Linked DNA regions of Mus musculus: regions 2, 3 and 4 are each linked to region 1. The links are chromatin contacts, called in public Hi-C, HiChIP or PLAC-seq and promoter capture Hi-C maps. All regions are on one chromosome and are shown on one strand. The core of a region is the stretch at or near the end of the contact, and the rest is flanking DNA. Distances in the headings are between cores, read along the strand shown. Region 1 holds the start of Fktn (fukutin). Region 2 overlaps Abca1 (ATP-binding cassette, sub-family A (ABC1), member 1). Region 3 holds the start of Abca1 (ATP-binding cassette, sub-family A (ABC1), member 1). Region 4 has its middle 23 kb from the start of Lexis1.

Evidence for each region. Promoter capture Hi-C pulls out the DNA fragments that hold promoters and counts their contacts. Hi-C and Micro-C count contacts between places; a contact is called where the count stands out from the background. HiChIP or PLAC-seq counts read pairs in DNA pulled down with a chosen protein or histone mark.
Region 2: an H3K27ac HiChIP or PLAC-seq map of embryonic stem cells shows a contact between it and region 1, with 5 times the contacts expected there. The contact joins the enhancer-like site here to the promoter of Fktn in region 1. A contact is called at or near these places in 5 of 39 promoter capture datasets (the 3T3-L1 cell line, embryonic stem cells, hippocampal neurons and 1 more), 5 of 115 datasets of contacts at active chromatin or transcription factors (the NIH/3T3 cell line, bone marrow-derived macrophages and embryonic stem cells) and 2 of 9 other capture datasets (adipose tissue and liver).
Region 3: a contact with region 1 is called in a Hi-C map of regulatory T cells, with 6 times the contacts expected there. The contact joins the promoter of Abca1 here to the promoter of Fktn in region 1. A contact is called at or near these places in 9 of 39 promoter capture datasets (the C10 cell line, cranial neural crest, embryonic stem cells and 5 more), 2 of 484 Hi-C or Micro-C datasets (LSK cells and regulatory T cells), 5 of 115 datasets of contacts at active chromatin or transcription factors (astrocytes, bone marrow-derived macrophages, embryonic stem cells and 1 more) and 2 of 9 other capture datasets (embryonic stem cells and macrophages).
Region 4: a contact with region 1 is called in a promoter capture Hi-C map of liver, with 2.4 times the contacts expected there. The contact joins the enhancer-like site here to the promoter of Fktn in region 1. A contact is called at or near these places in 9 of 39 promoter capture datasets (the 3T3-L1 cell line, the C10 cell line, cranial neural crest and 5 more) and 2 of 484 Hi-C or Micro-C datasets (CD4 T cells and rod photoreceptor).

What each region holds. Positions count from the first base shown.
Region 1 is chr4:53,710,369-53,717,894 of GRCm38.p6, reverse strand. It overlaps Fktn (fukutin), which reads right to left and starts at 3,741. Exons shown (of 10, transcript NM_139309.5): 1 at 3,700-3,741.
Region 2 is chr4:53,056,621-53,064,146 of GRCm38.p6, reverse strand. Abca1 (ATP-binding cassette, sub-family A (ABC1), member 1) reads left to right here. Exons shown (of 50, transcript NM_013454.3): 31 at 1,568-1,757; 32 at 2,566-2,660; 33 at 3,782-3,814; 34 at 4,785-4,890. Among named protein-coding and RNA genes, the nearest start is that of Nipsnap3b, 49 kb to the right of the region's middle. Within about 2 kb of position 4,771, at least 3 of the 459 cell types and tissues checked have an H3K27ac peak or open chromatin away from gene starts, as enhancers often do. A contact at or near this core is called in embryonic stem cells, where this site is marked.
Region 3 is chr4:53,155,159-53,162,684 of GRCm38.p6, reverse strand. Abca1 (ATP-binding cassette, sub-family A (ABC1), member 1) reads left to right here and starts at 2,790. Exons shown (of 50, transcript NM_013454.3): 1 at 2,790-3,009.
Region 4 is chr4:53,191,746-53,199,271 of GRCm38.p6, reverse strand. No RefSeq gene overlaps it. Among named protein-coding and RNA genes, the nearest start is that of Lexis1, 23 kb to the left of the region's middle. Within about 2 kb of position 2,846, at least 288 of the 459 cell types and tissues checked have an H3K27ac peak or open chromatin away from gene starts, as enhancers often do. A contact at or near this core is called in hippocampal neurons, liver and rod photoreceptor, where this site is marked.

The DNA.
Region 1 (7,526 bases), core at 2,492-4,991:
AACAAGTCGCAAAGAGTGCCTGACAATCTCTCCATTTTGCTGCTGTACGGACAGAGCATTTGTGCATACAGTTTGCTTCTCTTCTTGCTAGTTCATGCTGCCAAACAGCTGTGACTGCTCTCACATCTTCCCTACATGTCCTGACCACAAACATAAATACTCCAAACTAGACAACGTACAGAGAATGAGAGACTTTGGAACACTCACTCCTAAAGGGAAAACCTATCAAAGCCCTCCCCTCAAGGCTCAGGGATATCTGTAGAAAAGGAAATAGAAAGCCTGTAAGAGCCAGAGGAAACAGCGTTTTCCAGACACAACAAGGCCAATGAACTCACAGAGACTGTGACAGCATGAACAAGACCTGCACAGGTTCAAGTCAGACAAAAATCCCAGCTCGGAGAAGGGGAAGTGGGCATGAAGTCCCACCCTGAGCCAAGAAGGTATTTGTAACTAATAACTTCTGAAGGGCAGGGGGAGAAAACAGTTTTTCTTAAATGGAGTGACAGCATGTATCAAACGTAGCTCAGGATAGACTGCATATTCATTAATAGTTAGCCAACACAAAATAGACCCCCATGTATTTTTGTTTTGCTTTGCTTTTTATAAGAGAAAGTTGAGTGGCTTATCAGGGAAGAATTTGGGGTGGGGAAAGAATATAACCAAAATATATAGTATGAAAAAAACAAAGTCTAGTAGGGCCTCATGGCACAGACCTGTATATAATACCACCTAGTCTGGAAGGTAGACAGGGTGATGGTAAATTCAAAAGCTGACTATGCTGCAGAGTTCCTGGCCAGCCTGAGAAACTCAGTGAGACTATCTCAAAATACAAACTGAACACGGAGCTGGGAATGTCACTCAGCAGTAGAGTGCTTGCATACACAAGGCCCTAGATTCAGTCCCAGGACTGATGATAATGATAGACCTTTACCTAATTAATGTTCACTCGCTTCTTCATCCTTTACAAAATAACCTCTACCTTGCCACATTGTCACTGGAAGATGACAAGGTAAAATACTGTACTCTGTCTATGTGACTATCCAGAAGAATCATAAGCACATGGTGACTCCTTTCTGAATATGCTGGAAGGAAAGTTCTTTGAGGAAATAAAGGACCTAGGGAAGAGAGGTTGCATAAAAAGTTAGCTAGGTAAGGTTGACTTTCAGGTGAAGAAATGTAGATGTTTTTCTTTTTATTTAATGTCTTTCCTATTTGAACATAATTCTGCAATACAAATAAAATAGAATAAAGTCTACTTTCAATCAGGCATGGTGGTGTAAGCCTTTAATTCGAGCACTTGGGAGACAGAGACAGGTATACCTCTGGGTTAGAGGCCAGCCTCCTCTACCAGGCCAGAGAAGGCCACACAATGAGACTCTGTTTCAAAACAAAACAAAAGAAACCCACTACCACCAGCAACCTTATTTTGCCAATGTTCTCACTGCTAGAATGGAATGTGCTAAATCAGTTGTTACTGTGCACAGAGGGGATGAGTGCAAATCAGTAAATCAGTGCCTGCAAGTCTGTGGAGGTCACACTACCTCTGGGGTCACTCTCTGGGTACCACCAGCCTTTGTGTGAGAGGGCAGGAATGTGCAGGCCAGAAAATGCCCAGTATTTGCTCTATCACACTCTGCCTTACTCCCTCAGACAGAGCCTCTCACTGATGTTGGAGCCAGGCTGGTTGGTGGCCAGCAATCCTCTCATTTCTGCTGGCTCCCCCTAGTGCTGGGGTGACAGGCATGCACATAGCCATGCTTGGCTTTCTATGTGAGTGCTAATATCTGAACTCAGGTCCTCATCTCATGCTTGCTCTTAGTAACTGAGCCACCTCTCCAACCCCCTCCCCCCACTCCTGCACACCCCAAAGACAAGTCTCTCACTAGCCTAGAATTCACTAAGCAGGCTGGGCTGGATGGCCAGGGATCCTTAGGAATTCTATCTCCCTCTCCCCAGCTCTGAGATTATACGTTCAGGCTACCATGCTCAGCTTTTTAAAGTACCTTCTAGAAGAGGGCAGAAGTCGTATCACCATGCCTACAATGGCAAGCACTTTAGTGAGTGAGTTGAGCCAGCTCAAATCAAGTTACTTGATTTACATTTCATGTTATTTTTAACTGAGTGTACTAGCTAATTTTATGTCACCTTATCACATGCTAGAATAATCTGGGAAGAGGGAACCCCAATTGAGAAGATGCCTCCACAAGACTAGACTGTAGGCAAGCCTCCTGTAGAGAATTTTCTTAAGTTGTGATTTGATGTGGGAGGGTCCAGCCCATTATGGGTGGTGTCATTCCTGGGCTGGTGGTCCTGGGTTCTACAAGAAAGCAGGCCAAACAAACCATGAGAGCAGGTAAACAGCATCCCTCCATGGTCACTGCATCAGCTCCTGCTCCAGGTTGCTGCCCTCAGTGCTTTGGATGATAAACTGTAATCTAAAACTTAGCAAACCAAACCCTTTCTTCCCCAGTCACTTTTGGTCATGGTATTTCACCACTGTAGTATTAGCTCTAACTAAGACAGTGAGTAAAGCCTTTCCCTCAAGAGGCAAGTGACTAACTGCTTGGTTGAGAGCATTTACCCAAGGCTGGTCTGTCGATCATTATGCAGCTCTGTTTCCTAGTGCTTTTTTTTTTTTTTGTCTTGGCCTCCAAAGTGCTGGTATTACAGGTGTGTGTTACCATGGTTGGCTCACAGGCTGACTTTTACTTAATGGAAATCTTCAAACTAGAAAGACTGGAATATCATTCTTTATAGCCGAGAAAGCTTGAGACATACAAGAAAGCGGCTTGCCTTGTACTACCTGAGAAATTGGCGATCGTGATGAAATCTGAATTCAGTTCTCTGGACGACTTTTATCTAAAGCTTTTAACTACCCGGCCCCATTTTTATCAAATCTTTCCCGATATTCCCCAACTGATAATGTAAACGGAAGACAGGAACGTTCCTACATGCAGTTATCTCGCATCGCTAACCGCGCCCACCTTATCATTATTATTGTTACTTATTATTATTACCATCGTCATCATACTATTAAGCATAGTGAGCACTCCTTCAAACGAACTAAGAATGACTACTGAGGAGTCTAAGAAGAGAGGAAAGCGACTGGTAAGCCAACCACCACCTCTCTTCGAAGCAGTTGCAGCAGGCTGCTTGCTGTACACAGAACTTGGCTTTGGCGCAGCATCAAAGTCCTTCTCAGGTGGAACCCTCCCTGGGCGGCTGCCCTGCCAACCCCCTTCCTTTCCCTGTAAGTTCATGCCACGGCGTCGGATGCACTCAGAGCAGCAGCAGGCTGCATCAGTTCCTCCCCGGCGGAGCCACCTTGGCATGCATTGGTCCTCACACCTGATCGGTCTCCCCGCATCGTCCGCTCTCGCCAACCAGCTCAAGCGTCACTGTCCCAGCCCGGCCTCTTAAGCGTCTCCATGAACCTCCAAAATCGAACCCTCGCGGGTCAGGACGATCAACGGACAGCATGGGCGTGTGGGAACGATCTGTCGCCGGGACAGCGGGGACGGCGGCAGCAAGCTCGTGCACGGACTGCGGCCGACCTCGGACTCCTCCCCGCCGCCGTAGGGAGGGTACCCCAAAGGTGGACGACCGCTACTCAGGGTATACCAGTAGACCAGCGACAGTGCCTGAAGGAACCCGCCCACGCCCAGGCTCGGCTACCCGGCCCCGGTGCCCTCATCTTACCTAACTCTAGAGCTGCGGCGGAGGCCTCGCTTTACGGCAACTGTCGCAAAGAAGCGGTCAAGCGCGCAGCGGCGTACGCTGGCTGTTGCTTTGTTCTCCGAGCGCTCCTATTAGTGTGGCCTATTTGGCCATCAGAAATCTGCAATCAGCCGTCCCTCCGGCAGTGCCCTGAGGCTGCCTGGAGTTTAGAGAAAAAACAGAACTGTCCCCCGTAGTGTACGGCTCATCAGACAGAGCGCAGAAAGTGCAAACCTAGGGTGGATAACGATTCTTTTTCTCCCTCCCTCCCTCCCTCCCTCCCTCCTCCCCCTTCTCCTCTCTCTACATTCTGCTATTGGGGACAGAATGGGGAAGAGCACTATGTAGTGATGCAAGTACTCATGAAGTTGAGGTGCCTACTTGACATCCAGGTCTAGAAGATGCGATCTTCCAGTTTGGGGCTTGAAAGAAATATAGATGCTTCTGGGCCTGGCACCTAGCATCTTTGCTTTTAGCAGAGCCATTTAAAGAGTTATTGGCAAGGAGCAGATGTGGATTTTGATAGGAATTTTTGAAAATTAAAAAGCACTAAAGAAATTATTGTAATTTTACGTTCTTTCTACGAAAATTACTAACGGCGTATAGAAAAAAATGAAATAATTTACCTACGCACCCCGTTCTATATCATTTAGCTCAGACTGGCCTTAAATTCTACTCAGCCAATATGGTGTTCAACTGATCCTACACATCTTCCACATCTCAAGTGCTGAGATAACAAGTGTGCATCGCCATGCTTGTCTTAAAACAGAATTTTTCAAAAAGTTGTGATGGAATGTGGCTGTATCAAAAATTTCTATTGTCTGACATGCCTACAATTCAAGTATTTGGGGGGCCAAGGCAAGAGGATCTAGAGTGAGCTCTTGTCTTTAAACACATGCAAACGCACATGCACGCACGCACACACACATGCACACATGCACACAATATAATTGATGCCTATTGGAGTACTAAGAGGTGATATTTTAAAAGATATTAGGAATGCTTATTATGCTCAACTATGTCTGGAAATTATAAGGAGGAAAAAAAAAAACTTCCCGGGTTTTAGAAGTGAATAGATTTCAAGTGCATAGTAAATATTATCCTGCATAAACCTTGCAGGAGGCAGAGGACTAGCCAGCTTTCTAGCCAGTTTTCTGATTTGAGCTAAGTTTAAGTTTAGATCTCACTGTTTTCCCTATATAAGCACAGTCATAATGTGCCATCTACATTATCAAGTTTCTGTTTCTATAAAGTGGACTGGGATTTAGAGGAAGGGATTTAGCACCCTTCAAAGAAAATTGACAATCCTTTTGGTTATCCTAGATTTAACTTGTCAGCAATTTTTTTTGAAACTTACTTCTAAATTTTCCTCTACTTGCAAGTAACCTTATTCTTTTTAATATAAACTTACAAAGTAAAAGCCCTGCTTACACCGGAAGTTGGACAATAACCAGGTAAGCACGCTGACATCGATGGTCCTTGTTGATGGGTTGAATGTGAAATGCTCCCCAGACGCTTCTGTTGGAATCCCTTGTCTCCAGGCAGTTTTAGAACCTTGGAGGGGTAGGATTCTGACACCCTGGAGGAAGTGGGCCATTAGAGAGGTCAGACATTAAGGATTACAGCCCAGCTCCCCTTTCAGTATGCTCTCTGCTTCTTGGTCCAGTCCATCCAGATGTGAGTAGACTCAGCCACCTGCCCCTGCTGCCATGTCCCCCCTCCCATGGTAGACTTTAACCTCCCCAACTCTGAGCCAAAGGGAATGCTTATTTCCTTAACTTGCTATCAGATCCCGTCCTGTAACTAGAAAGTAGTACTTCTCAAGCAGGTTTGGAGAGACAATTTGGGAGACTCACTCACCGTAAAAAGTCTTTTAATCTAGTGAACGAAATCTAAAGCTGTTGAGAAAGCTACAAGGAGGAATAAAAAAAGCTTCCAGCAGAAGTAAACATTCACCTTTCAAGAATCATCCAGGTGTGTGTATCTACACATTCTGGCCTGGTAAAGTTTGTGGTATCCTATGGCAAAAGTAGAAGATACCAGCACTAACAAATTTAAGGAACCAAGAGCTTAACCATCAAAATGCCATATTCAGGGACCAGACAAATGGCTCAGCACTGAAGAACACTCAGTATTCTCCCAAAGGAGCCAAGCTCTATTCTGTAACTCCAGTTCCATGGTATCTAATGTCCTCTTCTGGCCTTTGAGGGTGCCCACACTTATGTAACATACACATACACCTAAATAAAATGAATACAGAAGTGTCTTTAATATCCATCCTTAATAGTTTTTTCTGAAGGATCATAAATCCAGATTCAAATAGGGGAGTCTCAAATTCCTCAGACAATGTTGAAAAGTGATGGTGTAAGTACTGTGTGACCTGGAATACATGCATGTAGACTCCCGTTGGCATATCCAAGCTGTAAGTGTTACAGCTCTGAAGGGAATGGCTTCCCCTACAGAAGTGTTCCAGCTCTACTGGGGCTGCAGGAAAAGTTTTCCCCAAGGCAAGTCTAACGGTTCTGCTTTAGCAGGGGGAATTTCCCCAGCAAAAGTGTTAAATAGCTCTACTCCACCCAGAGCCAAGGAATAACACAAAGTCACACTGCACAACAAACCTCACACAAGAGAATTATTAGGAGGGAAAACCCAGCAGGGTGGCTGCTTCCACTTGAGAGAAGCAGGCAGGGTTTATATGGGGTTTCTTGAGGGGCAGGGCAGAGCTTTCCAGGGTGGAGATTTCTAGAGTGAGGATTAGTAAGATTTCAATTCCTGAGCTTGGGGAAGCTCGGGGATTGGTGGGATTCTGTTTCTTGGCCCTTGTCTTGGTCTTGGGGTCAAGTCACAGTGGTTTTTTTTTTTTTTTTCCTTTCATCCTTTTCACTCCATCCATTCTCCACATACTGCCATCCATGGTGTGTGTGTGTGTGTGTCTTTTTTTCTGGTAGATCTTGGAAACATGCCTACACAGGTCCTCAAGGGAAACTTACAGATGACCACCTGGGGTACTGGCCTGAGGAATCCAACCTCTAGTTTCATTTCCTGTTACGGTGATAAAATACTCTGACAGGGCAATGGAAGGCAAGGCTTATTTTTGTCTCACAGTCTCGGATTACGGCATATCATATTAGGAAGTCAAAGCAGCGAAAGCTTAAGGGAGCTGGTTACATCTCATCCCAAAGCAGAAAGGAGCGTAAGAACAAAGAATGCATGCTGGTGTTCAGATAGCTCTCTCCTCTTCAGTGCAGGACCCAGCTGGTGAAATGGGGCTGTCCACACTCAGGATAGATCTCCCTACCCCCACCCATTGATACACCCACAGATGAACCCAAGACAATCCCTCATGGAGACACCTGTTTCATGTGATTCTACATTGGGCCAAGTAGACAATTAGAGCCAGCCATCAGACACCCTTAGGGAATTGTACTAGGTGAAGCTAGGAGCCTGATTTCCATCACGGAGTTTCAGGATGAGTCAATATGGAGTAGAGCTGGGTTAACCAAGCACTGTACCAACAGCTTAATAAAAAACAAGATCCCTACCCTTAAGTTTCCATTTTTATCCTGACTCAGGTCAATAAATATGGAAGAAATATGGAAGACATGATCCTTGGCTTCCTTCCAATTGTGATTTTATGAAGAGCAGTCTAGCGGAGACAAGGCCAGGATCTGTAGCCCAAGAATCTGGTGCATGTACGATCTTGTATCGTACTGTTTATAGTACTGGCTGGCTCTGTTTAGAATACGAATAGCCTTCCCTTAACATATGTTTTATCACTGGATTTGTCAATCTCTCTGGTGCTCACCTTG
Region 2 (7,526 bases), core at 3,522-6,021, 650 kb after region 1:
ATTCGGGGATTGATTCCAGCAAAGGCCAGATCTATAGGAGAGAGAACTGAGCCGACAGCTGGCCTGCAGAGATAAAAGAAATGTCCATGACATCAGAAAGTATGTGTGCTGTCTGTGCACCATGGATGCTCTGCTGGAAGCAGTCTGAAAGGCAGAGCCTCACCCCACCATCTCAGACTGAAATTCAAATTTTAGGTTCCTGGGGATCATTAGGATAGAGAATTCTGACTAAGTTGCTTTTTCAAGTGGTCTTTAGTTTGTCTCAGCCTGTTGTCTTTTAAAGGTCTTAGGTATGAGTTTCATAAGGGTAAATATTTTAGGGAAGAGGCTTTAAAGAGAAAATGAGGAATTATTTGCGTAAAAAGCACTTGTGTGCATATTTATAAACACACACACATGTGCACAGACCTGAGGTGTAAAGGTTGTGTCCCTAGTTTAAATTGTGGAATCTTGAAAATTGGAAATATGGAAGAGAGGCTAGAAATGAGACATCATTTTATACTCTTATTTTATCAGTAGGGATAAATGAACCCTGAGATTGCAAGGGACTTGTGATTCGCACCAAACAGTCAGGGCCCTGCGTTGTCTCTGAGGATGCTGGTAGACAACCTCCCCTTTCATACAGTGACCATTCCCACTCCACTCAGCTCAAGTCTCTGCTCATTATAGAACATCATTTGGATCTTGCCATTCTCCACAAGACTTTGAACATGCTGAGCCTAAGATACAAGCTCCTAACCATGACTCTGTCATGGAGCTCCTCCCCTCTTCCCTCCTCATTGTCTGAGAGCTCATCTCATAACCTTCTTGTTTTCATCAAACACATACACTCATTTCTTTGCAGAGCCTTTGTATCTGACTGCCCACGGGTGCTGCCTGGCATGTTCATTCTCCACTGTTCTTTTAAAATTAATTTATGTTTGTGTGTGTGTGTGTGTGTGTGTGTGTGTGTGTGTGTGTATGCATGTCATGATACACATGAAGAGGTCAGAGTATAACAAGATCGAGAGATTGAATCCAGTTTTGGCTATAGGTACATTTATGTACCAAGGCATCTCTCCAGCCCATTATCTCAATTCTTTAACTAGCTGATAGTTTTTATGTTTTGGTTGAAGCTGACTCAAAGGTCTGCTTTCTCCATGTACCTTCCTGTTGTGTTTGCTTTATCTGGGGTTATGTAAGATTGGATTTGTTGACTTGTAGTCCCTGAAGAATCCATGAAGTCAGAGAGTTTGCATTGCTTTCTCCAGACTCCCAAAGATGCAGAACACTGTGCAGCCCATAGTGGACTCTTCTGTGTGTCGTGTCAGCAAACTGGTTAGCTGGGTTGAGCAGAGCTCTGCGTGACCATCTGGAGCCTGTTCACGTCCTATTTTCCTGGGTTTTCTGTGATTCCCAGCTTCCACAGGCTTCTGTGAGAGCAAACATAATGAAGTCAAGCTGTTTTTCAAATGGTAGGACTAGGCACATGGGTCCTTTCTAAAGAGCAAACCTGAGCTCTAAGAGCATCAAGGAAAGACAGGCCCCTTTCAGGAGAGTCTAGAACATTTGCTATCTCCTTTTACAGAGATACCCCTTGCTTGGCTGGGGAGGAGGACTGGACCATCAGCCCCGTCCCCCAGAGCATCGTGGACCTCTTCCAGAATGGAAACTGGACCATGAAGAACCCCTCACCTGCGTGCCAGTGTAGCAGTGACAAAATCAAGAAGATGCTGCCTGTGTGTCCCCCAGGGGCAGGGGGGCTGCCACCTCCTCAGGTGAGTCCCTGTCGGCATGACTGAGAAGTTGGCTCAGGGTAGGACCTGGGAGCCTCTGTGTGGCAGCAAGAATGAGTGACATGTGAAGTCACTCTTGATCTCTCTTGAGAAAAGTGAGTGGGTTTTGAGAGAGGCGAGTGAGCTACATTGTGCCAGTGCCTGTCACAGAGCATCTGTAGGCACAGCTTCCTTTCCTGGTGCTGCCACAGTGGGAGCTGCTGGCCCTGTTAACTCTTTGGGCCTGTGTTTTCACTTCAGAGTAAATGGGCCACAAAGCTTAGGTGTATCTCATCAACTCTGACATTCTCTGGGCTCTGAGGTTTGGAGGGAGATCTGAGTCTGTGTGTGTGTGTGTGTGTGTGTGTGTGTGTGTGTGTGTGTGTGTGTGTGTGGTGTTTTGTTTTTGTTTGTTTGTTTCCCCTGAAAATTTCAGGACAGTAGTCTAGGTTGGAGGGTGGGGACAGGGAACTTTTAGTGGATGTGAAAACTTAAGGAAGTCATGCTTGTCACTTTAAAATCATCTGGCCCACTCACCAACATGACTCGAAAGTATAGAAGAATTCATTGGGCAGTTTATGATGCTCTTCCTTAAGTATTCAGGTGATGTGGAGAATCCCATCTAGATATTCAAGTGAATACTTTCCTGGAGATAATTTTGGCTTGGTATGAGCGAGGGACAAGTGCCAATGGTCTTGGTGGTGACTGGCTGAGGTTCTTGCGTAGGCCCTGGGGTCCTATTGTTTTTGTCTGTTTTCTGCCCTGATTCTTACCTGTATGATACGTGAGCTTGGTTTCTATGTGATGACAGAGAAAACAGAAAACCGCAGACATCCTTCAGAATCTGACAGGAAGAAATATTTCAGATTACCTGGTGAAGACGTACGTGCAGATCATAGCAAAGAGGTATCGTCCTGTTGAAACCTGGCTTGCTGCAGATGTAGACTTGAGCGGTAGGGAAATGGACAATCATGGCTCTGTGGGAAATTTAGCACTTGATATCAGTTAGACAAGATGATACGGGGGCTTGTGAGCCTTGAAAGTTCAGCTTAGAGAACGAGGCTGCCTGCTTTAGGCTGAAAATAAGTGACAAATGTGGACTCAGATTTGAATTCTGACCCATTAGTCTCATAACATCTTCGCTTATATGAATTTTAATTTTTATTTTACATTTGATGTTAGTGTTGCACTCTTAAGTTCGTGGTGAGGGGTAAGAGAGATGATACGAGCAAAAGCCTGTAGATCCTCTTTCCTGTATGGCTCCATAAACAAGGTCAGGGTAGACACAGTAGCCTTTCTTTCATATGGAGCCTTTAAAGAGACTTGTAAATTCCTGGGACATGGTCATATAGTGACCAATATTTAGTCAGTGTGCAGAGAATATGTTTCCTTTCCATAAGTATGGTCAGGTGTCCGGTCCATAATGTTTGAACTAACTTTAAATGACAAGGATATAATAGAATAAGAATAGGCCATGCATTTCTCAGAGCTGTAATGTTGCCACATGAGAGTCACAATAAACAGCATTTAGTTCAGTAATATCTGGGATGGTAATGCATTTATTTGTGTGTCTGTTTGTTTTAGACAGGGTCTCTGGGTCTGTAAGGCATTTATTTATTTGTCTGTTTACTTAAGACAGGGTCTCACTACATTAGTCCTGGCTGTCCTGGAATTCTCTCTATATAGATTAGGGTGGCCTCAGACTCATAGAGTTTCATCTGCCTCTGCCTCTTGAGTGCAGTGCTGAGCGTAAAGGCATGTACCACCATGCCTGCATGTAAGGTGGGTTTTTACATTGGCTTAATTTACTATGTGATTCTCATTAGAGTAAGGTTTCTAAGACAGCAGACAGGACATGCTGAGAGTGGCCTTCCTTACATGCATGCAACTCTACAGCACTGGTCATAGGCCTAGTTAAAGAAGTGCCCGTTTCTATGCTTTGTCCTCAAGTAAATGATTACTGTTGCCTCGTCACTATGACCTCTGCTTTCTAGATCTGATTTTTGGTTTGTCTTTTCTCTCTGCAGCTTAAAGAATAAGATCTGGGTGAACGAGTTTCGGTAAGTCAGTCCCTTCTCCCCATTCTCCCTGAGTCACGTCAGGTCTCAGGAGAATGATTTAGATGTAGGGCTCTTGAATCAAGACAGAGTTACAGGTTTGGGGACTGTTGCCTTGTGCACACTCTTGGGTGTCACCTCACCTTGAGGGGGACTGGGGTGCTGCAGACCAACACACCAAGGCACGGTTATAGTAGACTCACTGTGGAATTTGTGTAACTCATTCTTCACTCCGGAGGCCCCTGAAATATTTGATACAGTGATTTCCTTGAGGAATTTCAGAAATCACTCATGGGCCTCTTGAGACTTAAGAAAGTAAAATGTCATGAAGGAAAAAAAAACCTATCCTAGCTGTATTTTCCCCCAGACAGATTCCCAAGTGTGCCCAGGGACTCAAGGAAAACCTTTCAGGCCTTTCATATGATGTGAGGTCTTGGTGGAAAGGAAAGACATCAAAAGCATTTGTTTCCACCCTGTTTCCACTGATTTTTCCCTACTGGATTTTGAAGGAGCAGTTGAGAGTAGGGAAGGAAGCATTCTTGAAGTCATGAGTGGCCCATGTGGCTGTTCCAAAGACCTCAAAGGTTTTATTCTCAAATTTCCATTTTCCACCCTGCCTTTTCTCCAGGGGTCAGGTCCCTGGAGCTCTGAGCAGAGCAGTCATAGGCTTACTTAATGCCAGGGAAGATCACCTGTCTGTGATCCCTCCCTGGTTTTCAAGACTGCCCATCTTCCTGTCTTCCCGCCTATAGCATGGGTGCCTATCATTAGCTCTAGGCCTTCCCTACTGGGCAGCAATTTTGAGAATTAAGATAGCTAGATTTCACCAGGGGAGGCAACATGTACCTATCTTAGCCAAACGTTGGTTCTAGTTTGAAAAAGAGGTGGCTCTCCGAGAACCTTGTACACTGTGCTATCTGCTGCCGTGAGTAATGGCTTGGGTATGGCTTTTAATGGCGAGCCTTTCTTTTAGGTATGGCGGGTTTTCCCTGGGTGTCAGTAATTCTCAAGCACTTCCTCCGAGCCATGAAGTTAATGATGCTATCAAGCAAATGAAGAAACTCCTGAAGCTGACCAAGGTACAGCATCCGTCCAGACACGGGTCAGAAAAGTGGGTCTGGGGCCTAAGCCACAGCAGCAGCGGTCGCCATCTTGGTCCGGGACCCGCCGAACTTAGGAAATTAGTCTGAACAGGTGAGAGGGTGCGCCAGAGAACCTGACAGCTTCTGGAACAGGCGGAAGCACAAAGGCGCTGAGGCAGCACCCTGTGTGGGCCGGGGACAGCCGGCCACCTTCCGGACCAGAGGACAGGTGCCCGCCCGGCTGGGGAGGCGACCTAAGCCACAGCAGCAGCGGTCGCCATCTTGGTCCGGGACCCGCCGAACTTAGGAAATTAGTCTGAACAGGTGAGAGGGTGCGCCAGAGAACCTGACAGCTTCTGGAACAGGCGGAAGCACAGAGGCGCTGAGGCAGCACCCTTTGTGGGCCGGGGACAGCCGGCCACCGTCCGGACCGGAGGACAGGTGCCCGCCCGGCTGGGGAGGCGGCCTAAGCCACAGCAGCAGCGGTCGCCATCTTGGTCCGAGACCCGCCGAACTTAGGAAATTAGTCTGAACAGGTGAGAGGGTGCGCCAGAGAACCTGACAGCCTCTGGAACAGGCGGAAGCACAGAGGGGCTGAGGCAGCACCCTGTGTGGGCCGGGGACAGCCGGCCACCTTCCGGACCGGAGGACAGGTGCCCGCCCGGCTGGGGAGGCGACCTAAGCCACAGCAGCAGCGGTCGCCATCTTGGTCCGGGACCCGCCGAACTTAGGAAATTAGTCTGAACAGGTGAGAGGGTGCGCCAGAGAACCTGACAGCTTCTGGAACAGGCGGAAGCACAGAGGCGCTGAGGCAGCACCCTGTGTGGGCCGGGGACAGCCGGCCACCTTCCGGACCAGAGGACAGGTGCCCACCCGGCTGGGGAGGCGGCCTAAGCCACAGCAGCAGCGGTCGCCATCTTGGTCCGGGACCCGCCGAACTTAGGAAATTAGTCTGAACAGGTGAGAGGGTGCGCCAGAGAACCTGACAGCTTCTGGAACAGGCAGAAGCACAGAGGCGCTGAGGCAGCACCCTGTGTGGGCCGGGGACAGCCGACCACCTTCCGGACCAGAGGACAGGTGCCCGCCCGGCTGGGGAGGCGACCTAAGCCACAGCAGCAGCGGTCGCCATCTTGGTCCCGGGACTCCAAGGAACTTAGGAATTTAGTATGCTTAGGTGAGAGTCTGTACCACCTGGGAACTGCCAAAGCAACACAGTGTCTGAGAAAGGTCCTGTTTTGGGCCTTCTTCTTCGGCCAGGAGGAGGTCCAAATACAAGATATCTGCGCACCTTCGCTGTAAGAGAGCTTGCCAACAGAGAGTGCTCTGAGCACTGAAACTCAGAGGAGAGAATCTGTCTCCCAGGTCTGCTGATAGACGGTAACAGAATCACCAGAAGAACAATCTCTAAACAGAGTCAACTATAACTACTAACTCCAGAGATTACCAGATGGCGAAAGGTAAACGGAGGAATCTTACTAACAGGAACCAAGACCACTCACCATCACCAGAACCCAGCACACCCACTTCGCCCAGTCCAGGGAACCCCAACACACCTGAGAACCTAGACCTAGATTTAAAAGCATATCTCATGATGATGGTAGAGGACATCAAGAAGGACTTTAATAAATCACTTAAAGAAATACAGGAGAACACTGCTAAAGAGTTACAAGTCCTTAAAGAAAAACAGGAAAACACAATCAAACAGGTAGAAGTCCTTACAGAAAAAGAGGAAAAAACATACAAACAGGTGATGGAAATGAACAAAACCATACTGGACCTAAAAAGGGAAGTAGACACAATAAAGAAAACTCAAAGCGAGGCAACACTAGAGATAGAAACCCTAGGAAAGAAATCTGGAACCATAGATTTGAGCATCAGCAACAGAATACAAGAGATGGAAGAGAGAATCTCAGGTGCAGAAGATTCCATAGAGAACATCGGCACAACAATCAAAGAAAATGGAAAATGCAAAAAGATCCTAACTCAAAATATCCAGGAAATCCAGGACACAATAAGAAGACCAAACGTACGGATAATAGGAGTGGATGAGAATGAAGATTTTCAACTCAAAGGTCCAGCAAACATCTTCAACAAAATTATTGAAGAAAACTTCCCAAATCTAAAGAATGAGATGCATATGAACATACAAGAAGCCTACAGAACTCCAAATAGACTGGACCAGAAAAGAAATTCCTCCCGACACATAATAATCAGAACATCAAATGCACTAAATAAAGATAGAATACTAAAAGCAGTAAGGGAAAAAGGTCAAGTAACATATAAAGGCAAGCCTATCAGAATTACACCAGATTTTTCACCAGAGACTATGAAAGCCAGAAGAGCCTGGACAGATGTTATACAGACACTAAGAGAACACAAACTGCAGCCCAGGCTACTATACCCAGCCAAACTCTCAATTATCATAGAGGGAGAAACCAAAGTATTCCACGACAAAACCAAATTCACGCATTATCTCTCCACGAATCCAGCCCTTCAAAGGATAATAACAGAAAAAAACCAATACAAGAACGGGAACAACGCCCTAGAAAAAACAAGAAGGTAATCCCTCAACAAACCTAAAAGAAGACAGCCACAAGAACAGAATGCCACCTTTAACAACTAAAATAACAGGA
Region 3 (7,526 bases), core at 1,541-4,040, 550 kb after region 1:
CAAATTTATTTTGAAAAATCATTTTGTTTATTTTTTTTTTTAGAAAATTTTCATTGCCTTTCTGTAGTGTCCTATTTTTTTCAGCTGCAGGGGGCCAAATAGTAGGTATCTCGGGCAAGAAACACGTGTAGTGAATATCTTTTGTTAAAAAAAAAAACCAACAACAAAAACTTCTCTCTTTTAAGGAAGGTGTTTGTAGACTGTAGACTGGCTCCTAGATATGCATTTAAACTATCCTCTAAACACTGACTTTCAGGGAATCTTGATTTAAAAGCCTTCATGGGATGATAAAATTGAGCTTCTTGTATCTCTATGACCTCTCTAGCAAGGTCAGTAGAGCCATAGTTGCCTGAAGGTCAAGTCTGTAATTAGAAGATCCCAGGGTCAGCTCAGAATAGAACCTCAAGCAACCCAGGGTATGTTTATGGAATCCACTACTTCAGAGCAACAGTAACAAAGATAGGCCTTTCCACTCAGGTAGAAAGGGCTTCCTAGGACAAGGTTGGGGGTTTGGGTGAAGGTGTTATACATCAGAAGACATGGAAGGGAAAGCTCTCTGGAGCATGCTCAGGAACAAACTAACCAGGGGTACTCAAAGGATGGAGAAATTCCTGCTTTGAAATTTCTTTCTTTCTTAAGTGTGATATCATCTAAGTTCTAACTGTTGAAATCCAGTAGTTGTGTCATGAGGTGCTGTCCTGATGGCAGGTCATGTCACTTGGTGTCAACAGGTGTAACCTGGATGAAGCATTTGGCCTCTGTAGGTGTCGAAGGGTAGAGATTTACAACATGCATACACATACTGCCAACACTGCAGTGTATTTGTGCATTTATTGCAGTGAGAGTTGAATAGGGGCAGATTCCTAACCCTACAGGGCTTCCTAGTTAAACACTGCAAGTTGGATTTCAGGGTCATTGCCTTCATATAGTGAGGATTCCAGGATGCTCTGCCCGGGGCTTCTTTCTTCCCACCCTTTCTTCTTTCTCTGCCTCCTAACTACCTGATTTGGGTAGCACTTACATGTCACCTACGCTCTTTTAGAGAAACCCAAGAAGTTAGCTTTTATTTTTAGGGTAAAAAAGAGAGAGATTTATTTATGTACATGAGTGTTTTACTTATGTGCACATGTGTGCACCACGTACACACCTGGTGCTTATGGAGGCCAGAAGACTGTGTCAGCTCTCCTGTAACTGGAGTTACAGATGGTTGTAAAGCAGCAAGTGGATGCTGGGAACAGAATTTAGTAGGAGTACTCTTGGGAACCAAATTCTTCAAAGTACAAAAAGAATGTGTGTGTGTGTGTGTGTGTGTGTGTGTATTTTAGGTGCTAGGAGATATGGGGGAAATGAGGGAAGCTGCATAAAGACTTAATCTCCTAAAATCATGCAAAGAACGATCCTTTCCCCTTAGGCGTTTTCCTTTGTACACAGATGGTCACACATATTATTTTAAATTCTTTGCCAGTGCTGGACTTTTAAAAGTCTGGCATAGGAAATGGTTTATAGGGTATGGATGTCACTAGAGATTGGCACTGATGTTCAGTCAGTAGGATTCTGGTGTTGGCACTCTTCTTCCGAGGACTTCAAAAGTTCCAACGAAATTCATTTTCAGAAAACTCTGAGGCAGAGAGAACGTTCTCTCTTGAGAGACAGGAAGCAAGGGCCAAGGATGTAGCTCTCAGCTGGCTGAATGCTTGCCTGCTATGCAAGAGGCTGGGTTCCATCTCTCCGCACTGTACAAATGTGGGTGTGGTACTCTGTTCCTGTAATTTTAGGCCTTGGGAGGCAAGAGGATTAGGAATTCAAGGTTATTGAGTTTATGAGCAGACTACATGAGACTCTGTCTCAATTAAAACAAATAAAATAGAGGCAGAAAAACTTTATCTAACTTTGGTCGTTTGACATCATCAAAACCCACTCTTGTGACCACAGCTGCCCCTTGTGGCTTATAGGTACCTATTACTAGTGGAGTGTGTGTGTGTGTGTGTGTGTGTGTGTGTAGAAGGTGCAGACTAGGTCCCTGGAAGGTGTGTGTGTGTGTGTGTGTGTGTGTGTGTGTGTGTGTGTGTGTGTGTAGAAGGTGCAGACTAGGTCCCTGGAAGGTAGAGATCTTCTCTTCAAAATCAATGTAAAGGTTTGAGGCAGACACCAAAATAGGCTGATATTCACTGTCCATTCCACATCCCTTCCCCCAATCTAGGACTTTTAAAGGAAGAAAAGGAAGAGACCGAAAATGGTTGGCATCTGGGGGTGGGGTGGGGTGGGGAGTTTTCCTTCCCAAGTTGGGGGCTGAGCAAACTAACAAAAGGAGAGGGGGGAGAGTGGGAGTAAGGGAGAGCGGGAGGGAGAGAGGAAGAGGGCATACACACACAAACAAAACAAACAAAACTCAAAAAGCAACACCCACAAAACCCCAAACAATTGCAGAAAGAGGAGTTTAGAGAACGAGCTTTTCCCCTTTCCTCCTCTGCCGGGAATGTGGAGTCCCTGGCTCAGCGCAAGTCCGGAGTTTCCCGTTTCCCGAAGGCTAGCAGGTCAGGGCCAGGGCTACAGAAAGCGGGCCCCACAAAGCTCTCACCATGCGCCCCCAGTGCCCGCTGCGGCGGCGCACTGTCGCCGGTTTAAGGGGCGGGCCATGTCTCCACGTGCTTTCTGCTGAGTGACTGAACTACATAAACAGAGGCCGGGAAGGGGGCGGGGGAAAGAGGGAGAGAACAGCGTTTGACCGGTAGTAACCCCGGCGCTCGGCACAGCCGAATCTATAAAAGGAACTAGTCGCGGCAAAAACCAGTAATTCCGAGGGCGAGCGAGCGGGCCGGGACCGGCAGAGCCCACTTCTCTCCGCGGCGCAGCGCAAAGCTGGGCAGGGGGCGCCGCGGGACCCGCGCAACCACAGCCGGCTTGGGGAGCTGCTCTGCTCCCTGTTTCCCCCCACTTTTTTCTTCCCCTTTCTGGAAGGGTTTGTGCAGGGGTAGGGAAAACAGACTCAAACAGCAAAGTGGAAAACAGGTAAGAGGTTCTTCAGTGACTTGGGCATTTTGTTTCGGGGCCAAGGAAGCGTTGGGAAGCTCTCCGTTTTGGGGACACTGGGGGGACTCGAACTCCCATGTACCTTACTTCTGGGGATGCAAATAGTACAGGGGAGGCATAAACAGGGAAAGAATGTTCTGGGACGGGCCCTGTCGACCCTGGGACTCAGAACTGCCGCACTCGGGTCTCCCGGAATCGGAGACCAGCGAGAGCATCTCCGGCGTCGGAGACTCGCCTCTTGGGCGCAGTGTGAGCCAAGGTTCCCGGACGTCCTCGGGGTACAGCCAGTGGGGTAGGGAGAAGGGAATCCTCTACAAAGGGTCTCCTTTTGTCTGGCGCGGGGTAGGCCGTCGCCCACAAGTGTCACATCTGAGTCCTCACTCCATTATTTAACTGGTTTGTGTTGGCCTCTGACTTGGAGGTTCTCTTCCCGGGACTGGGACTGCATGTCCTTGTTTCCAAAGAACTCTAGTAGGAAGTGTCCTAAACGGGGTCTTTTATGTTACTGCTGCTTGAGTTCTCTGGGCTTTGTTCGACTCCGGGGTCCTGCCCACAGGCTTCCTGCGCTCTGGAGGGCTGCAGTCCCTGGCGCAAAGTGGGAGACCACTTTTGTTCCTTCTAAAGACAGAAAACTTAAGAGAGTCTGCAGAAACCCGAAACTGGGGTGCCCAATCCACCCTCATCTTACTGCTTTTTGCTAGTCTTCCCTTGGGGAGACTTCGGGCTGAGCACCGATTGGGAAGCTGGGGCTAGGTTGTGCAGCCGAATGACCGCAAGTAACCCCATCGGGCAGCACAGAACTCGCAGCTCGGGTGCTGGGCCGGGCTCCGCCGCCAGGGGGTGGGGGCTGGGCGGCCTGCGGGTGGCCCCTGGAGACTGGCCCGCAGCGCCTCCTGGCCGGGTAGCCTAGGTATGGCCTGGTGCGGAGTGAGAGTCTCTAGTCCTTTTGCTTCACTGTGAATCTGGTCAAAACTGGTGTTTCCAAACTGGGAGGAAACCCGAGGCCAAGAAAGCCAGTCTATGTTTTCATGTTGTTGTTTTTTTCTTTTTTGTTTTTGTTTTTTGTTTGTTTGTTTGTTTCCTGACTCCCAGACCGTTGCTCAATGAGGTTCTTGGGGATGTTGGCTGATGACAACCTTGTGGATAGGTGCCTGTTTTGGTTTCTGCACTTACCTCTGGAAAAGAGAGAAATACTTATTAAACTGTTTGCTTTTTTTTTTTTTTTTGACTTTGTGTGTTTGTTTGGGAAAACTAAGTGTCACTAGAAATAATTAGTTTGCCCCATTTGCTGCAATGGTATCACCATTCCAAAACAAAACAAGAATTTACTTCGACATCCTTCCAAGGAAGTGGGCAGAATAAATGTACAATAAAGGACAGATAAACAAAAGGAACACTTCTGGCTTAAGATGTAGGCCCCCGGTAGAGTCTACCTTGTACAAGACCTTGGGTTCTAGCACCACCAACCACAGAAGCAAAGCAAAACAAAACAGCACAAACCTTCCTTGAAGAGAATTGGTACACCACTTTCTTTCTGTGGCTCAGCCCTCACCTCCCACAGCACACACCTGACACATGCCTGCAGGCTCGAAAGCACACCCTTACCTCTTAGTCATAATTCGGAACCCTGACCCAAGTATTGATACTCTACAAGACATAAATGCCAATTAAAAAGGAGTTGTTTATCATCACCACTTTTCTTTCAGCCCATTTTTAATATTCTAATGCACACATAAGGACAACGTATTGCTGTTCCCATTGTTGAAAAACACTTCCCCCACATCAAAGGAGGTATAGACAAGCATAGAGAATATTTGAGTGGATAGTATATCAATATATAAATAATAAAGATAAATTACAGTTTCTATTGTAAGCATGTCTTTTCCTCAGCGCTATCACAAGTCATTAAAATAGGGCTTTTTTTTTTTTAAAGAAAGGTGTGATGCACAGAATTGATTATTATCTATGTGGTAACAAGTTGAATCTGAGGGTTGAGGGAAGGAAATTTTCAGCAACATAATGCTCATAGTACCATTTTGGAGCAAAAATTGCTACCATAGAATAAGTCATGGGTCTCCTTGTGAAAGTCACTGGGGTTCTGGAGGGGTCACTGGTGGTGACTTGGGTATTTGTGACGGGTGTCTTCCCGAAGATGAGTATTTTAAATCCAGCCCCCTAAAGTATTTTTTATTAGCACCCAAAGGCAGGCCTGTTGTGGCCCTTGGATGCATCTTGATTTGGAATGTGTGCGTGGTTGATGGGAGACCGTGAATTAGTCTGGAATTGGAAAGGGTGACTGGGGCTGATTGGTTTTCTACCTCTCTTCATGGAAACCCCAATGCAAACACTATTTAAAAAAAAAAAAAGAATGATACTTAGCAACTCAGCTATGTGCTACCTTACCTATGTGGAGAGGAGCTGGGACTTTTAGTATTTTTTTTTCTTTAGGCATCGTTTTTTTCCTCTCATAAATCAGTGTCCTTATGTGGGCTGCATATGTAGTGACTGAAAATAGATCTTTGCTTTTTTAAAAAAAATATACTTTTTAGTTTCTAAGATAGTTAAATGGACACTTCTTTAAACTCTTAAATTAGGGACTTCCTGGATTTTTAGAAAATATATATGTGTATAGCTTTGGCCGTTCTTAAAACATTCAAGTATAAATATATTTTTATATATGGTCTGGATGTTAAATAAATAATGAAATTATAATGTAACTATGGTCAATTATTCTGGCATTAAATTTTAAAAGATTGGTCGTAATACTTGTTGATTTACTTGCATTGGGAGAAGGTCCGCTTTAAAAATATTGGAGACAGCTTTACACACGGAAGAGAAAGCACCTGGAATACCAATTATAGACGTGTTTGTGTCTTAATAGACGCTTACCTGGTGCTGTTCCCGGTGTTACTCAGACGCTGAGTTTATCTTCAAGCCAAACTTGTTTATTGTAACTACAGGTTAAGAAGGCGGGAGGCTATCTGGTCCTTGGCTCTCCATTTTCCAAGAGGCTGATTTGAGATTTGAATTCACTTCCCAAAGTCTCTAACTGTCCAGATTAGGGGAGACAGTGGTACAATTTCAGATGCCGTGAAAGGGAATTTGCCGTGTATTCATTTGCTGTCATTTTTACTGGAAACTTATGATCTGTATCATATTCCCATATTTGCTCTGGGGTAGTCGGTCAAATTCTCTTCTGGAAGAGACCTTGGCTGCAACTCGGTGCAAACAAACAAACAACAACAACAAAACCCAGGCAGTAACATTTGCTCAGTTCTCATTTAAAAACAAAGCCAAAACTTGGTTTTAAATGAGTGTGATCCTCTTGCCTCAGCTAATTAATTGTGAATAGTGTGTGACCTCAGAGTAGTTTGCTACAGATTATGGGGCCAGGTGGCATAAAGTCCGAGTGAACGTCTCAGACATGAAATGGTTTCTGCAGGCAGGTCTTAAGCTACACCATACTCTGTCAAACACGAATGGCCCAAAAGCAGCTTGTCTAGGATTATCGTTGACTGTGGGGAACATCACATTTGTGGGGGTTTTTTTTTTGAAGATTTTTAAAATTTATTATTATATGTAAGTACACTGTAGCTGTCTTCAGACAGCCCAGAAGAGGGAATCAGATTTTATTACAGTTGATTGTGACCTACCATGTAGTTACTGGGATTTGAACTCAGGACCTTTGGAAGAGCAGTCAGTGCTCTTAACCGCTGAGCCATCTCTCCAGCCCATGTTTGTTTTCTAAAACAATGAGACTTTGCAAACTTGAAGACCTGGCAGAAAGAATGTTACCCTCCTCACAAGTCTCCTGCACCCCCAACTCCCTCCCATTCTGCACTTCCATGCAGAATATGATCTGAGCCCCGTGCTCACGTATGTCATGCACTTAGGTTTCAAAAGAGAGGTCTTTGACCCTTGCGCGTAATCTGTCTCTCTAATACGGAAATTGACAAATACCAGTCAGCTAAGGGGCTGGATGCTGCTCGCTTCCTGTGTTTTAAAACTACTCCAACAAATAAGACATTCTCAGCAAAGTGTTAGAGACTGATACGGCCACGGACGTCATTAATGCATCTTGGTGCGTGTTTAAATGATTTAGGCTAGATGACTCAAGTAGACGAATAGTCCTGCTCACCCAGTTCCATTTCCCTTTTTGAGGCAGCTGCAGGGATTTGAGACAATAGTCTGCGATGCCCCATTTAAATATTTTGAGTTGTTCATTAATGTGCTCTTATGGATAAGCGTGAGATAACTCCTTATGTGATTTAGAGGTTCAGACACTTTAAGAAGTACAGAAGCCTCTTCTGTGTTATTTCTGGCTTTCACAGTTTTGGGGTGTGTGCCTTAAAATCTAGAGTGTTTTTGTGTGTCATTTCCAAAAACTTGGGGGCCACGCAGGAGTAAGGAATGGTACCAGTCTAGGTGTCTGTCGACAGGTAAATGGATGATAAAGGAAGCTCTTGTCCTCTCTGAGGAGCTACAAACCTGCTAAC
Region 4 (7,526 bases), core at 1,597-4,096, 520 kb after region 1:
TACGTGCACTACAAATAGTGCAAAGGTGACCAGGCTAGAACATGCACGCCTGCTCCCAGCCTTCTGGGCAGATGACGAGTATTGCATTCCTTGCCTTGAAGGAACAACTCTATGTGCTAACGTTTTGGGCGTATCTGTGAGCACAAGGAGCAATTCTGAATAAGTCCCTCTGGTGTTGGAGCCTCTGCCTTCCCCCTCTGAATAGGCTCGCTTGAGGTCTGGAGATTCCCAGTTCTGATATCAGGATGCTGATGTCTGTGGTCAGGCACGTTAGTCCTAAGTCATTCAAGAGAAGACTGACATTTAAGAGAGTTATTTGAGCAGGCCGAATTAACCGCTTGGACAAGGAATGTTTGGTCTTCAAAATCAAGGGTTTTCTTTTGTTGTTTTTCTTGAGATATCTCTGCTTGGATTTTATGGAATCACAGAGTGTTCCAGATAGCTTTATGTCAGCTCAGCACAAGCTAAAGTCTTCTAAGAGGAGGGAACCTCAATCAGGAAAATGTTTTCATAGCATCAGGCTTCAGGTTAGCCTATAGGGAGGTTTCTTAATTTGTGATAAATGGGGGAGAGCTCAGCCCATGGTGGGTGGGGCCAACTCTGGGCTGGTGGCCCTGGGTTCTATAAGAAAGCAGGCTGAGTAAGGAGCCTCCCTCAATGGCCTCTGCATCAGCTCCTGCCTCCGAGTTCCTCTCCTCTTCGAGTTCCTGTCCTGGCTTCCCTCAGTCATGGACTACAATGCGGAAGTGTAAATCCTTTCTTTCCCTACTTGATTTTTGGTCATGGTGTCTCATCACAGCAATAGAAACCCTAACAAAGACGCAGAGCAACTCAGTACTATAGGTACAACTCAACCCATGTGATGTTTTGGGAGTTCTGGAAACCACTGTGACCACACATTAAATTATAGGTGAAGCTGTAAGCAGCCCTCTGCTCTCCTGACACATGACTTCTCTCCACAACCCACAGAGAAATGACCTTATGATCATTAACTTGTTTGAATCATCGGGATTCGTTGAGAGGCTGTAGTATCAGCTAAAAACATTACCCCTCCTCCCTAGAAAAAAAAGGTATATTCAAATTTTCCATGTTTCAAGGTAAGAAACCCTGCCTTTGGTTCACACCCAAAACCACCTCCCAGATTTCACCGGCAGCAGTTCTGTAGTGCAATAGTTTTCCTTGCCTTCCAAATGTGCAGCCAAATGATTTCTGGCTGTTCCCAAATATCAAATCCCCGAAGGAACAAGACGTTCCAGTGCAGAAGAGGTCCAAAGGAATGTGCAGTGCACTCAAAAGGCATTTTTACAGAGAGTGGTCCACAGACATTTCAGGAGAGCCAGGGACTCTGTACAGTCTGCTTTCACCAGGTGAGCGCCAGGGAGACAGGAGCATTTTGTGCCCATACCTGCAGATCAAATAACCAGCCCCCTTTCCTCTCAGACAGAACTCATGTGGGAGCTCTGGGGTGACAACTTCTTATTAGTTGATTAAAAGCTCAACAGAGATCCCCTCATAACAAATACTGCTTTTCTGCACACCCTCTTCTACGCAGCTCTGTATGCCTTGCCCCTCGATTTTGTATGATCTACACCTCTGTTTTCATCTCTCCTTCTCCTGACCCACACTGGTGCAACCTGAAGAGCAGATAGAGGATTCCTGCACTTTGTTTTTTGTTGTTGTTTGAGACGGATTCTCACTAGGAGGCCCTGGCTGGCCTGGAACTCATGATAATAGAGCAGGCTAACTTAGAACTCATAGAGATCTATTATTTGCCTGCCTTCCCAGTGCTGAGGTTAGAGACATGGGCAACAAGGCCAGGGGATTTCATCACTTATATGCCTATTTGACATTTGTGTTAGCATTGCTGATGCAAGGAATAACAGCACTACATTTGCAGAATGGGAGATTGCAAATACACAGACAGTGTGGCTCACTCTTCTCTCTGAGAAATGAAGGGCACTTTAGAGCATAACCTGGTCACTCCCTTAGCTAAAATCTAATGCTTCTCTTTCCAGAGTCCAGCACAACGTGTTTGCTCAGTCTTAAGCATGTCTCCAAGCAACATCCTCTGTATTTGCTGGAAGGAGATTCACTCACTGAAAGGCAATTGCTCACTACTTTAAGAGCGGCTGTGGTCTGGACTGGCTATTCAGAAAGGCAGTCAACATCAGGTGCAGCCTTGGTCCCCTTTAGCTCTGTCTACTTTGATATGATGGAAAAGCAGATTTGTAACTCCTACAACTTTCAGTTTGGCGGTTCTGCCACTGACTACAGTCATAGATTCTCACCCGCTCTTTTGCATAACAATTGCCACCTCAAAGAACACAGGAAAGCTATGAGAGGCCCTTTAAGAATTAAAGACATCTAATCTATGCATTTACTTATCTATCATGTATGCGCATCGCTTGCGTTCCTTCCAAACACTTTCTAAGCTTCAGGTATCCAAGCTTCTATCTGGCTGGCTCCAGCTTTGCAAGACGAGGAAGAGCAGCAGTAGCAACGCCTGTACAGCCCGTGCCTTTTGCTGCCTGGAATGACCTGAAGCTGGCAAGGAGAGACAGTTTGAATTCCAGGCAGGCTAAAAGGCCTTGGCTGAAGAGCTGAGGATTTCACAACGCCGCAGGGAAAGCCTTTCCATAAAGAGATGAAGGGATATGGAAAAAACTGCAATTCTGCAAATTGGGAACAACTAGAAGGTGGAAGTGTCCTAGAAGTCCAGATGGGGTCCTAACGTGACCGTCTGCCTTCCTCGGTTTCCGTCACAACCTGCAAACCACACTATCACAAACTGTTACTATATACAGGGCCTAAGTCCCCTTCATCCCAGCTCTAGGGGAGTCAGAGGCTGTGTTGTCTACCTTCACGCGCATGCGCGCCTTCCAGATACTTTCTAAGCAGCAGCAGCAGCAGCGCCCAGATCCGGTGATTAAAGAAAATTCCTCTCATCTTATACCTTGAAATGATCAATGCGTAATCTGAAGCGGTCTCAGAGTCTGTGGTCTGTTAAGAGTCAATGAAATGGAAGGAGAGGACGAGTCAAGACTTGCTAGGGTCTGGAACTACAACTTCCAGCAGACACCGCGCTTTGTGTTTGGCTTTCTGGTGGGCGTGTCCAAGGCCTAGGACGCTTAAAGCGGCGAGACCTCTTGGGGCCAGATCTCTGCAGAGCTAGCCAGCTGGAGTGTTCCAGCCACAGGAGGCCTGCGAGCAGAATCCTTTTAGATCTGCTGTTGTCAATGAACTAGCAGTCAGTTCATTAGAAAGGACACCGGTTAAGCATTCCAAGCCTGTTTTGAAGTTCATCAGCTCTTTCTCTAGCTCTAGCTCCACAAATCCTAAGTTGTCCATTCAACAAATAAAAAACTTAGAAAATACCATCTGTAAAACCTGTTGTGTCAACACAATTGTTTTTCTGTTACTGGTATCCATAGGCAGTACTTAGTGTCCCACTTATTAAGACTCAGCGTGACCCACAAGGAATTCTTTAAAGAGAACCAGTGGATAAAGTAAAAACTTGATTTAAAATTTTGCTTTCGTTTTCTACTTCTTCTAATGGAGTGTCTTTAAAACATAGCATGCCTTCAAAGTGCATATTTTTAAAAAATGATTTACATTGTGACATACTCTTCAAATAGAACGCTTTCAAATACTGCTTTGCTTTTTCTTACAGGAAGACAACAACAAAAATGTTCTCTGGTAGCATAGTCTAGAACATCGGTTCTCAACCTGGGGGTCACAACCCTGCCCCCACACCTACCCCCACCCACACCCCAGACCTTTTCATAGAGGTCTCATATCAGGTATCCTGCATATTTACAATACTATGCATAGCACCAGCAACATTACAGTTATGAAGTAGTAACGAAATAATTTTATGATTGAGGGTCACCACTACATGAACAACTAGATTAAAGGGTCACAACATCAGGAAGGTTGGAAACCACTGTTCTAGAAGGTGCCATTGGTTCTAACAAAGCAATGACAGTGGTTTCCTTGAGCTGGGTAGTTACTCTGATCAGATTCTTCTTGGCATCTTATTGGTTCAAGGCACTGAAAGTGAAGACGTCCCCAACTCTCTTCCCACCCCAGCTCCTAACTAACCCTGAGTTCTTATTGGCACTAATAAACAACCTCTCCCTGCTGCCAACTCTCCCTTTTTTAAATTTTGCAAACAAATAGAATGTAAGGACCTCTAAGGGAACCAATTTCGGACCTGAATGCAAAATAGTTTTAGAATTAGGTTTTCCCCTTTGCTTCTGGATTTGTCTGCTTGATGCCTCTGTGTGCATTTGTTCTGTTCAGTGTGACCTTTGTGAATAATATGAAATTGGCCAACTGTGCCCAAAATTAATACGATGTATAATTTATTATTTATTCCTTTTGTGCAGTAGCCCAGCAATAGGCACTCTGAAAAATGGAAATAACAGTTGATGTATAGTGATTTTGGAGATGACTGGAATGGCCGTTGTGCCCAGAACAAACCCTCCATACATTCTGAATCAGGAGACAGCAAGACTCATGATATTTGGAAACACTTAGACTCTCACAAAATTCTTATTTATTCTCCTTATAGTCACAGACAGAGCCAGTTTTCTGGCCATCAACATTTCTATTAAATATTCATTTTTATCCAATCCCAACCACCACAGCAAAATAAGAATGTAAGATGAAAGAGAATGTTGGTGTGGATGGGAAAGCTGCAAAGAAACTCACACCAGGTACACTCTGAGAAGAAACTCACACCAGGTGCACTCTGAGAAAAAGGCAGCTGGTGAGGGGATGGAAGCGCAACTCTTCATTTTTCCTTTATCACCAACAGTCAAAGACATACATTAACTGGCCAAGAGGCACAACTTATAGTAGAGCAAAAAATCATTAGGAATGCAGAATAAATCTTTTAAAACAACCTTTATAGAAGGTGCCATAAAGCTTTACTGAAAATCATTAAGAAAGCATTTAAACCAATTGAAGAATACATTGTTTCTGAATGAAGGGGCTACATTTTACATGGCTTTATAATTTGACATCTGCCCATGCCCTGCAACCTGTCTTAAATGGTAACAGTGGCACCTGTGTGTGTCCACATCAGGCCTATCTTGCAACACATAGATCTATGTCTTCAGATGCACATTTTTAAGTGAGTGAGCTAGGAGTCCTCTGAGATAGCTTGTAGTCAGACAATATGGTATTGTTCCTAGTGGGTAGGGGGAGGACAGAGCTGGGATGTGTGCTGTGGGAACTTACATGGGGGTAGATCCTCTGGAAGAGGTAAACTGCTTAGTCAAGGGTGTTAAACACTTGAAAACGTCCCTTTCCCTGTTCCTGCTCTTTCTTTTTTCCTTTTGAACACGGTCTTTCTTTATAGTCCAGGCACTCTTTGAATTTGCTGAGTTCAGGCTGTCCTGGAACTCACGATCATCTAGCTTCAGCCTCAGGAATCCTGGGATTGCAGGTGTGTACCATGCCTGGCCAGTGGGGTTCGTTTTGTTTTGACCACCAAACAATACCCCTAGCCTTGAAGGCATTTGTGAAAAAAGCCATATAAGGTTCATATTATGAAGGAAAAGAGAAGTGGACCCGACCACCCGGATAAAGAGCAAGTATTTAAACAAATAACATAGGATACACAAAACAGGAGTCAAATTCAAGGCCCAGGATGGGAAGGCATGTACGACACAAGAGGGACTTAAGTTACTAGCCAGTAAAATAATAATAAATGATGCAATGTAATACCGCAGTTTAAAATACCAGATATGACATGGTAATTCCCAGAAGATGAAAACTGAAGGTTAATAAGAAAAATCTCAGTCTCATGAATAATCAAGGAAGTGCCACTCAAAACAACAATGAGACACTGTTTCTTACTTACCTGATTTTGGAACATTTTAGGAGGCCCATAGTAGTCAGTGGTGCTGAGCAGCAGAGATTCTCACATACTGCTAATGCCAGTGAAAAGTCAGCTGGGCAGACCATGATGAAAGCACAGACTATGGAGCAAGTCCACCCTGGACACTCAATCCGGGAGTCTCTCATATGTATGCATACAGGGTCATGTCAAAGCCCACGTGACAGCAACGATACTAGCCTAAAACGGAAAAGAACGACAAGGTCCCTCAAAAGTGTGGATAACTGATTGACCCAGTCAGCGGAACACTACAAAATAGTAACAACCAACAAGGCTGTCACTTGTATACATCTCAAAAGCAGTCTCTGCAACAAGTTCAAGGTACAAATTGACATGCCAATGACAGTGCAGTTCTGCTTAAAGTTTGAAGTCTATAAACCCACAGCTACTGACTTTCCTATGTAGAGGAAGCATTCAAAACACACATGGCTCCAATAAACACCAAACCCAGAGAGAATAAAGGGGAAGATTGAGAGATCTCCGAGTGTGCCTGTAAGGTTTAGTTTATTTTTTTTGCGAGTGCCCATTGTGGTGAGAGTGCTGGTGCTGCTTTGTCTACACATCACTCAGGCCGTGAGGGGGGAAGGTGAGTGTGTGGAGCCATCCTGAGCCGGATGGCAGCTTCCAGGCCAGCGGTAGCTACAAAGTGAGGACCAGTCTCAGAGAATGGGGACAAGGAGATGGGAGATGGGAGAGAGGACAGAGGAGAAGAGAACGGAAGGGCAGGGCAGGGGAAGGGAAAGAGAGGAAAAAGAAGAAGGGGAAGGAAGGAAAAAGTAGGGGAGAGAAGGTGGAATAGGGAGTGGGGAGAGTATGAACTGTGGAACTGAAGATAGACTTACATGCTTCAATACCTTTCCTTATGATTTAGTTATCCGATCAGTGTTCCATGTACCGGTGAGTTGGCCGTTGCTACAAATTCTTGAATATGGGTCTTCTGTTGCTTGTGCAGTCAGATTCGTGTTAGAAAATACATTTTGTTTAAGGATCGCACAGTAAGAAGTTCACCTGCAGGAGACACATTTTGCTTTATTAATGATACTTAACTGAAGCCCGGCATGATGGTACAAGCTTATCATCGCACCACTAGAGAATCTGAGGTGGGGGACTGGAAATTTGAAGTCAGCTCGGTCCCACGCAGAGAAACCAACTGCATGAAACAAAACAAGTACAATAGTTGTGAAAAACACACAAATTCTGCTAAAAAAAATTCTTCACTTTTGTTTCATTATTATTTTGTAGCACACCATCACTATTATAACCGGCTACTGAAGAAAGAATGCTTGTGATTTGTTTTGTTTTGTTTTGCTTTTCTGTAACACAGGCACGTAGGGTTACTTACTCTTTACCACTGTAAACTTTATACCTTGACTCACAGGTCCTGCTGGATTCCCCAGTGATGTCTATGGCCTTGGAATGTTTTTCTGTTTATCTGCAGAGTTGATTAATTGGGCACACTAATCATCTAACAAAGACCTTTTAAAAGGACCCCATCTTTGGTCGATAGAGCACTGATACCTGCCGTGTGAGCCTTGCAGTCCGTGTGTGGCTACCCCGTCATCAGTCATCCTTCTAACTCTCAGAGGATGAGAGGACTTTTGCAGGGCAGGACTGTTGTCCT